2 separate regions of the Mus musculus genome follow, and region 1 is linked to region 2. Evidence: chromatin contacts called from public Hi-C data. All regions are on one chromosome and are shown on one strand. The core of a region is the stretch at or near the end of the contact, and the rest is flanking DNA. Distances in the headings are between cores, read along the strand shown.

What was found. A called contact is a pair of places that touch in the nucleus more often than the background predicts.
Region 1: a contact with region 2 is called in a Hi-C map of cerebellum, with 1.8 times the contacts expected there. The contact joins two enhancer-like sites. A contact is called at or near these places in 1 of 484 Hi-C or Micro-C datasets (cerebellum), 1 of 115 datasets of contacts at active chromatin or transcription factors (embryonic stem cells) and 3 of 9 other capture datasets (adipose tissue, liver and pancreatic islet).

Annotation. Positions count from the first base shown.
Region 1 is chr7:141,999,498-142,003,703 of GRCm38.p6, reverse strand. It overlaps Brsk2 (BR serine/threonine kinase 2), which reads right to left. Exons shown (of 20, transcript NM_001009930.3): 19 at 2,815-2,862; 20 at 1-1,641. The coding sequence ends at 1,472. Among named protein-coding and RNA genes, the nearest start is that of Mir3104, 9.4 kb to the right of the region's middle. Within about 2 kb of position 2,808, at least 8 of the 459 cell types and tissues checked have an H3K27ac peak or open chromatin away from gene starts, as enhancers often do. A contact at or near this core is called in cerebellum, where this site is marked.
Region 2 is chr7:141,931,936-141,936,045 of GRCm38.p6, reverse strand. The region is part of intron 2 of Gm32539 (a long non-coding RNA gene); the gene reads right to left. Among named protein-coding and RNA genes, the nearest start is that of Gm32539, 9.7 kb to the right of the region's middle. Within about 2 kb of position 1,340, at least 28 of the 459 cell types and tissues checked have an H3K27ac peak or open chromatin away from gene starts, as enhancers often do. A contact at or near this core is called in cerebellum, where this site is marked.

The sequences.
Region 1 (4,206 bases), core at 1,559-4,058, 66 kb before region 2:
TTTTTTTAAACTTTTTAATTTTAATTTAAAAAAAAAAAAACCAAACAAACCGAGGTACTGCTGCCATCCTGTGTGTGAGTAGGGTGCCAGCTCAGGGCCTTCTACCCCTTCTCAATCAGACACCAAACCAAGATCAGCCTCAGCCTGATGCAGCAGAGAAGTACTGGGCAGTGCTTCTGGGCAGCAGGCACAGCTGACCAGTGCAGGCTGACGCCCTGGATCCTGAGCTCTCGTGTGGAACTGGAGCTGCTGCTAAGTAGTAATAAAACAACCCGGGACAGAGCTAACCACATCGTTCTTTAAATATATATATATATATATATGTATATGTGTATAGAAATAGCCAAGAGCAAGGAGCCGAAACACAAACTCTAGCTCTGCCCCAGCGGCCCCACCCCACACCCTTTTCCAAAAACAACCAAGAAAAGAAAGTTTATAAAAATATCTTGCAGGAATTCTTTTAAAGTTTACAGTAGCTTGCCAGTGCTGCATCCACTGGCTGGCTCTCCACTGTCCCCAGCCCCACAGCGGCTCTGTCCTCAGAGGGAACCTGGGCTCTGGACCCACCCTGCCCAAGTCAGACAGACAGAACAAACAGACAGACAGACGGCAGGAGGGTGCTGCTGCTGCTACTCCTCCTTCCCTGAACAGAGAACAGAGACATAAAGAAACTCAATAAATTAAAACAGCAAATAAATAATACTGGTCTCAGCCCAGCTCCCTGGCAGCTCTGGAGCACCCAGGTCTTTTATCTCCACTTCAGCCCATGAGAACCATCACAGCTGGAGCTCTGCAGCCTGGCAAGGTGGAGCAATGGATGCAGATGAGAAGAGGTGGCCCTGCGAGGCCAACATGTGGAAAAGGCGAGGTGAGTGGCCCAGGAGGCCTCCAGATGCGGCGTGGAGGACAATCCATTCCCACTGCTTCACCCACCATGGTCCCCTACCCTGGAAGATGGTGGACAGGTTGTCCCTGCTGAGGATCTGGTCACTGGGATCCAGGGTGGCTGGGCGAGAAGAGGAACCCCTGGGCGGCAGGCCCTCCTCCCTTGGGCCATGCGGAGCTGCCAGGGGACAGGCAGAGGTGGTGGATAGTGGGCTAGCCTCTCTGCCCAGCAGCAGCAGCAGGAGGAGGGTGGTCCGCAGCAGCTGCCTTCGGTCAGCCAGTGTCCACACGCAGCACAGAGGATGGCCTCGTGGAGGTGACATGTTAACTTTTCGGGATAATTCCTGGTATCAGAGCGGAAACAAGCGATGCTGTCAGAGACAGGCAGAGACAGAGACCGCAAGAGAGAAAAGAGAGCAAGCCCAGCAGCCCAGCCTGCGGGCCGCGCCCTGGCCACTCTACTTTCCTCCCAGGCTTGAGACAAGGTCTGGGCAGGCAGGTGGGGCCTTGTCCACACAGGGCGGCAGAAGGCCACAGTCAGTGCTGTGTTGTGCTGTGCTGTGCTGTGCTGGGGAGGGACTAGTGTCTAAGGCTGCTCACGGCGGGCGGCGGGCGGCCCCATCTTGGCCATGTCCTTGCCCATCGGGTACTCGGTGTCCCCTCCAGGGCCAGCGGCCGCGGAGTCACCCAGGGGGCCGTGGGCACTCCGCTTGGCGGGTGTGCTGGGGGCCTGGGCCGCCTGCCCGTTCTTCTCGTCTGAAAAAAGTTGTTTAATTACGTCAAAGAAGTTACTCAATGGGGTGCCTGGGTACACAGAACAGAAGACAAAAAGAGAGAAAAGAAAAAAAGGGGGGGGGGGCAAGGGGAGAGAGGGAGAGAAGGAGAGAAAGAACAAACAAATGAACGAAGGAGCCTTGACAAGAGAAAGAAAAACCCAACGAGATGAAGTCAGATGGAATGGCAGAGCAAGGACAGGCGGGTAGCAAGCAGGGTGGGCAGGCGGCCAGTGGGGTCCCTAGTGCCAGGAGCAATGCAGTGGGAGGGGCTGTTGCTGTGGGATAGACCCTTGAACTCCATACCTCCAAAGTGGCATGGGACATGAGGGCTGCTTCTGAGAACTGAGGCCCAGGACAGGCAGTGAGATTCCTCCCTCACCCAGTGTGGCCCCAGATGTCCTGGGCCTCCCTTCTCAAGTGTCAGGGTCACATGAGCTGGCCAACCCAAGGTGTAGAAAGAGCAATAGAAAGATTAGGCCTGAGTTGGACCCTGGGGTTGGCTACTGCTTTATGAGTAATGATTGCTCTTGGGAAGGGTGGCCTGAGCCAGTGACCAGCAGCATACAGGGAGACCCCCTGCCCTGGCTAGCACAGACAGTTTCAGCAGCAGACAGACAGGATTAATGGTGGGTAGGCAGGCAGGGAGCTGGGGACAGGCAGCCACAGCTGGATTTCTGGTCCTGGAGGGCAGAAGTAATGGGTGACCCTCCACCCTCCTGGGCCTATGTTTATTACCCAGCTGGGCCAATTGGATGCTTCATTTCCATTCCCTCACCTGACCTCAGTCTAAGCCCAGTGCTGCATACCTCTCTTCTGACTGGCATGGTCTGTGGACAAGTGTCCACCTTGCCCTCCAGGGCAGTGCTACATGTAGACCCTTTACTGCCTTCCAGCACAAGGGCCTTTTCCTGTTCTGAGAGTTTAAGTCCTTCCTCTACCTAGCCTGATTGTAGAAATGGGGACCAGGAAGTGAGTAGTTAAGACTACTCTTGGCAGAAGATGGGGCCCAGGGGTGGTGGATGGTCCAATGCCTGTGCATACACAGGGGACCCAGGACAGCCCAGGGACAGTGGGATAGCACTGGTCAGGGTAGGCTGTGGGCACACAGTGGAGGTGGCAGGCTAGGGGCCAAGTGAGCATGAGGAGTTCTTACCACATTTGGAAAGCCGCCCCGTCATCACTTCCATACAGTTAGTGGTGTCTGGAGCACAGAATGGAAAGAGGGAGGGAGAGAGTGAACAGGCTGCCCACCTGCTACCTGGGGCTAGCTGGCAACCTGTAGCCAGCCGGGCTGGGAAGGAGCAGGGTCCTGAGAGGGCTGATCCAGGAGTGGCCAGAGTCCAAAGGGGTTAGAGTTCATAGAGGAGAGGGGTTAGGAGTAGGCAGGGCCCAAGAATATTGACTGGCTGGGAAAGAGGAGCTGAGCCTGGAGACAGGGTGATGGTACAGGCAGGCCCAGGGAAGGGGAGAGTTTGGAAGAGGCAGAGCTAAGGTCTAGGTCAGAAGAAGCCTATGACTACAGCTGAGTGGGAGCAAGGTAGACAGCAGAAGGTCATGCTCCAATAGCCAAAGCCAGAAGACTGGATTTGACCTTTTTTCCTGGTGGGCCTGTCTTCCCTGGGCTGGATAAACTCTTGCTTTGGCATAGTTTAGCAGGCCACCTATACTGTGCCTGCACCTCATTACCCACTGGCTTCCATACACCCCTGTCTCTCCCACTATGCTGGAAGTCCATACTTCTGTCTACCTCCAGCAGGGTCTTTGGAGCCAAGCTCATTGGACAAGGGCCCAGGACACAGGGACACAATGAGAGGGCATCAGGGGGACAGGCCGAGATCCAAGAATGGTTGGGAACCCAACAGTCTCAAGGGTAGGTTCCAGTACTGATGGTTGACTGAGTAGAACTGGTGGGTGGGTCCTGTGTACAGGCCACACCATATTCCCTGTAACACCAGGGACGTGGCACTGGGTTGGGGGTTTGGTAGACCATCTCATAGCATAGGGCATGGAGAGTTGTCCAATATTCAGGAGTACAGGAGGGCTGCAGTGTCTGTTTGGTCACCATGAGCAGAACCCCAGCAGTGTGCTAGAGACCTTGGCTTTCCTTGCATTAATAGTTCTGGCCTGCCTCTGCCTCTGCCTGTCATTCCTTGTCCTCGGTTTCCCACTACTGCTGCTGTTCCCCAGGCTGTTTTCCTCTTTCCAAGACGGAGGCCTAAAGCCCCAGAAAAGCAAGGTTGACTGAGGACAGTGCCCCCAAGGGCACCTGGCCCTGCTTGCTCGCTTTCTTCCAAGCAGAGTGGGTAGCTGAATGAGCCCAGGGCTGCTGAGGGCTCCAGTCCCACCTGCCAGGGGATGACGAGGCTCATGGTGGGAGCACATCCACAGGCAATGAAATGAGGATGGAATGGGATGAGGAGCAGGTGGAAAGAATCTACATACACACAAGGAACCCTAACAGCCCCAGCTGTGGAGACAAGTCGAGACTAGGGCTCAGAGAAGCTGGCCCTGAGCCACATCCCATCTCGTCTAGACTTCTCAAGTG
Region 2 (4,110 bases), core at 91-2,590:
TACTCAGTCTCTCTCACACAGCAAGCAGGCAAAGGAGCAAGAGCTAGACTCCCTTCTTCCAATGTCCTTATATTGTCTCCAGCAGAAGGTGTAGCCCAGATTAAAGGTGTGTTCCACCACACCCTTAATCCCAGATGAAAAGGTATAGCCCAGATTAAAGCTGTGTTCCTTAAACTCGGAGATTTAATCTTCTGGAATCCATAGCCACTATGGCTCAAGATCTCCTTACCAAGATCCAGATAAGGATCTCCAAGCCTCCAGATAAGGGTCACTGGTGAGCCTTCCAATTCTGGATTGTAGTTCATTCCAAATATAGTCAAGTTGACAACCAGGAATGGCCACTACAGGGGCCAAACCTGTTATACCCGTGGGAGTAGTGGCCCTTTCCCAAGGAGTGGAAGATGGAGCTGGGTATAGAATATCATATGTGGGCTAGAAAAGCATGATCCTGGAAGCCCTATGCTAAGAAACACCCAGGCCATGGACCTTTCCAGAAGCCAGCAGGATGTGAGCCCAGCATTAAGCTGGCTGTCGTTGGCTATGAAAGAGCTACTCTAAACAGCAGATGCTCTAACTAGGTCTGCTACCCTCAGGTGAAGGCTTGGGTTGGACCCTGGCAGATCCCTGACTAACATCACACTCACTTTCTGCAAAGGGAAGAGGATGCGTAGCAATCAGGGCAGAGGCGGGTCCGAAGCTCTCCATGACCACAGGCTGAGGCATAAGGGAGATAGGCCTTAAGGCTCTCACAGGCCCAGGGGCTATGAGGGGCCCGGTCCAGCTTCCTAGACCTTGCTTCCAAGTTAGTGCAGCAATGCTACTATGGGCATCCTGGAACTGCCTGGTAGTTACTGGTTTCTTGGGACAGAACCTTGCTTTCCTGAGGCCGTGGGTCAGTGCAGTAGGAAAGCAGATGGTCAGTTGTACCCTGCGTATGAGTGACAGACTGGCCTGCCAGGTTCTTAAAATGTCCTGGGAGCTCCCAGACCAACAGGGAGACAAGGAACAAGGCAGAAGATTGCAGAAGCCAAAACCACTGACCCAAAGGGCACAGAGGCGCCTGCGGTATTCCTCAACCGCAGGTCATGTGGGTTCGAGGCAGGTGATTCTACTGGAAAAACCTTGCCACCCAGTTCTTGATCAGACCCCAACCTCCTGGCCAGGCCCCTCCCTTGAGGAGTGGAAGCCCACAGCCTGGTGAATGAGAGACAAAGAGAAGGAAGGCCAGCAGCTGGACACTGAGCCTGCCCCCACAGCAGGCAGCGTATCTCCCAGTGTCAGACCAGACGGAGCAGGTGCAGGCCACCACGGGGACTGGGGCTTTGTGCTGTCAGCCTGGGGCCCGATATACATCATCCATCATCAACCTGAAGGTCCCTCATCTGCATTCTAATGAGAAAGGGGGTGGGGACTACATGGAGCAGCTGATCCACCAGCCAAGGTCCCAGGGCCCCACAGGGCCAGGCAGTGAGAGGCTGCCTTCCAGAGAACAGAAGTGTGAGTGCCCATGGCTTTCCTGGAGATCCACTCAGATTGTACCACCTGCCACAGAAGGAACTGCAAACAGCCACTGCCTGCTTGTAGAGAGGTCTTCTTGGACCCTGGCCAGCCCTGCTTGGCGAGGAATGAGTTCTCCTGGGTCTTAATGCATCTGATGCAGATTTTTTTCTGCCATCAGCTGACTTTGTGTACAAGGAATTATAGATGCCCCCTTCCAGATGGGTGCAGTGTCCCATACTGGGCCCTGCCTATGCACTGGCTGGGGATATTACTGCCTGGCCCCAGCACTCACCGGGACCCCAACAGGGTCACACATTTGCACCTATGTGCGGACAGGAAAGATCCAGGCCTAGGTTTTGAACCTCCTCAGTAGGAGAAACAGGATGAGTTTGAAATGCTGTGGAGAGTGATGTGAAGGGGCTGGATGGGGTTTGTAGGAGACACCTTCAAAGTCTTTGGAAACATCTGTAATCTTATTTTTTTAACACACACACACACACACACACACACACACACACACACACACACACACACACATTTATTTGCTATACCAGGCAGAAAGGCAGAATCTGAGTCAAGCCCCATGCCCCAAGCGAAGCTATTAGGAGGGAGACCCACTGACTAAGGTTCCTAGCTGTTTTTCTCCTTAGAGAGTGAGGAAGGGTCTTCTGTAAGGCTCTGGAGAGTGTGTGCTGAGGCTAGTAAGAAATCACCCAGTGACCGGGAGTCGGAGGTTAACAATACTTTTTGGTAACTGTCATAAAACTGGCAACAGCTAATGGTTTCAGGATAGTTACACGGCTGACCCGCCCCTGGCGTCACTGTATGTTGATCTGATTGTCTGAGACAAAGTCTCAGCTATGGCCCCGAACTCACTCCGTACGTTAGGCTGGCCTTAAATTCACAGGGCTCCACCTAAGCACTGGAATTAAAGGCGTGCATCATCACATCTTGAGGGAGTTAAACAATGATAAATCTTTCTAATAATTTAAAAATTATTAGTTTTTGGTGTGTGTGCTTGCATGTTTCTGCCTGGTGCACGTGTGGAGATCACAGAACAACTTGCGGGAGTTGGTTCTCTCTGTTCACCCTGTGAGTTCTGGAGGCCACACTCAGGCCATCAGGCTCGGTGACAAGTACCTTTATTTATCTTGCTGGCCCAGTAATGAATATCCTTAATTCCATGACCTAAGAACTATACCTGACATTTTGAAGAAAAATAAAGAAAAGGTCTAGCCCTCCAGGGTCAAGGAGACACACGTGACTGTTAGCCACCTCTGCACCCACACCCTGCACCCAAAGGTCGACCAAGCATTGGAAAACAATTCCGTCTGTGCTGAGCATGGATGATCCTCTCCCACCACCACCATCGTTCAACTATTAAACTAGTATTATACCCTATGTCTGTGACCCCAGCATGAGAGGGCTGAGACAAGAGAATTATTGATTGGAGACTCTTAGGTATTATAAAGTCCCTGTGGTGTGTGTGTGTGTGTGTGTGTGTGTGTGTGTGTGTGTGTGTGTATTGTGAGGAGAAAGAGAAACAGAGGGAGAGGGAAAGAGAGAACGACTACAAAACAATCAAACTAAAACCAAACACCCCAGCCCCACTGCTTATGGGTTTTCAGTCTTCAGAACTCAGGTGCACAGGCAGATTATGTCATCATATGCCCTATGTCATCATCAGGCCCTATGTCATCATATGCCCTTTGTCATCATCAGGCCCTATGTCATCATCAGGCCCTATGTCATCATCAGGCTATTTTTACCTACAGAGCAGAGTTGTTATCTTTACCATCCTTGGTCCAGTCTCCCCTGGAAACTCGTATTTAGTCAATAAAAAAGACTTATTTGGGGGCTGGAAAAATGGCTGAATGTACCTGAGTTCAGTTCCCAGTACTCACAGGGTGGCTTGCAAGCATCTACAATTCCAGGGAGCTGACACTTTCTGATGATCTCCTATGATGGACGCCTATGTAAGTGGTACACATAAGCTCAGACAGACACATGCATATGAATAAACGGATGGATGGATAGATAGATAGATAGATAGATAGATAGATAGATAGATAGATAGATAGACAGACATTTGTAAAAGTTTGAATCAACAAGACAACATGAGTGGGGCTGAGACCAGAACAAGTATCTGACCTGCACAAGCATCCACTTAAAAGCAGTTCTTTTCCCTCTCATCCTTTTCATGGGAGAGTCTGTTGCAGATTGAAGGTGTAGTCCTCTTCCCAGCACCTCTTGCTGTCCCAATGTGCAGAGCATCTACTTCTGAGGGCCCTGCCTGCCCCACACAGCCTCTTAGCCTAGCACCCTCTGGATTAGGTCTTTTCAATTCCCTTTCGAAGGCAGAGGGTTATTTCAACATATCTCTGTCTATGCCTTGTAGCATTCCCTTGTCATAAACATCTGGGCTGCATCCTTCCCAGAGGTTTGCAGGGAGTTTCCCAGGCTGTACCATCTGGTTCTCTTTCAAGTTTTCCCTTCTCCAATTTTATTGTATTGTATTTGCATGTGCATGTATGTGTGCATGGCATGGCATGGATGTGGAAGCCAAAGAGCAACATGGAAATCTGTTCTTTCCCGCCCTGGGGATTAAAC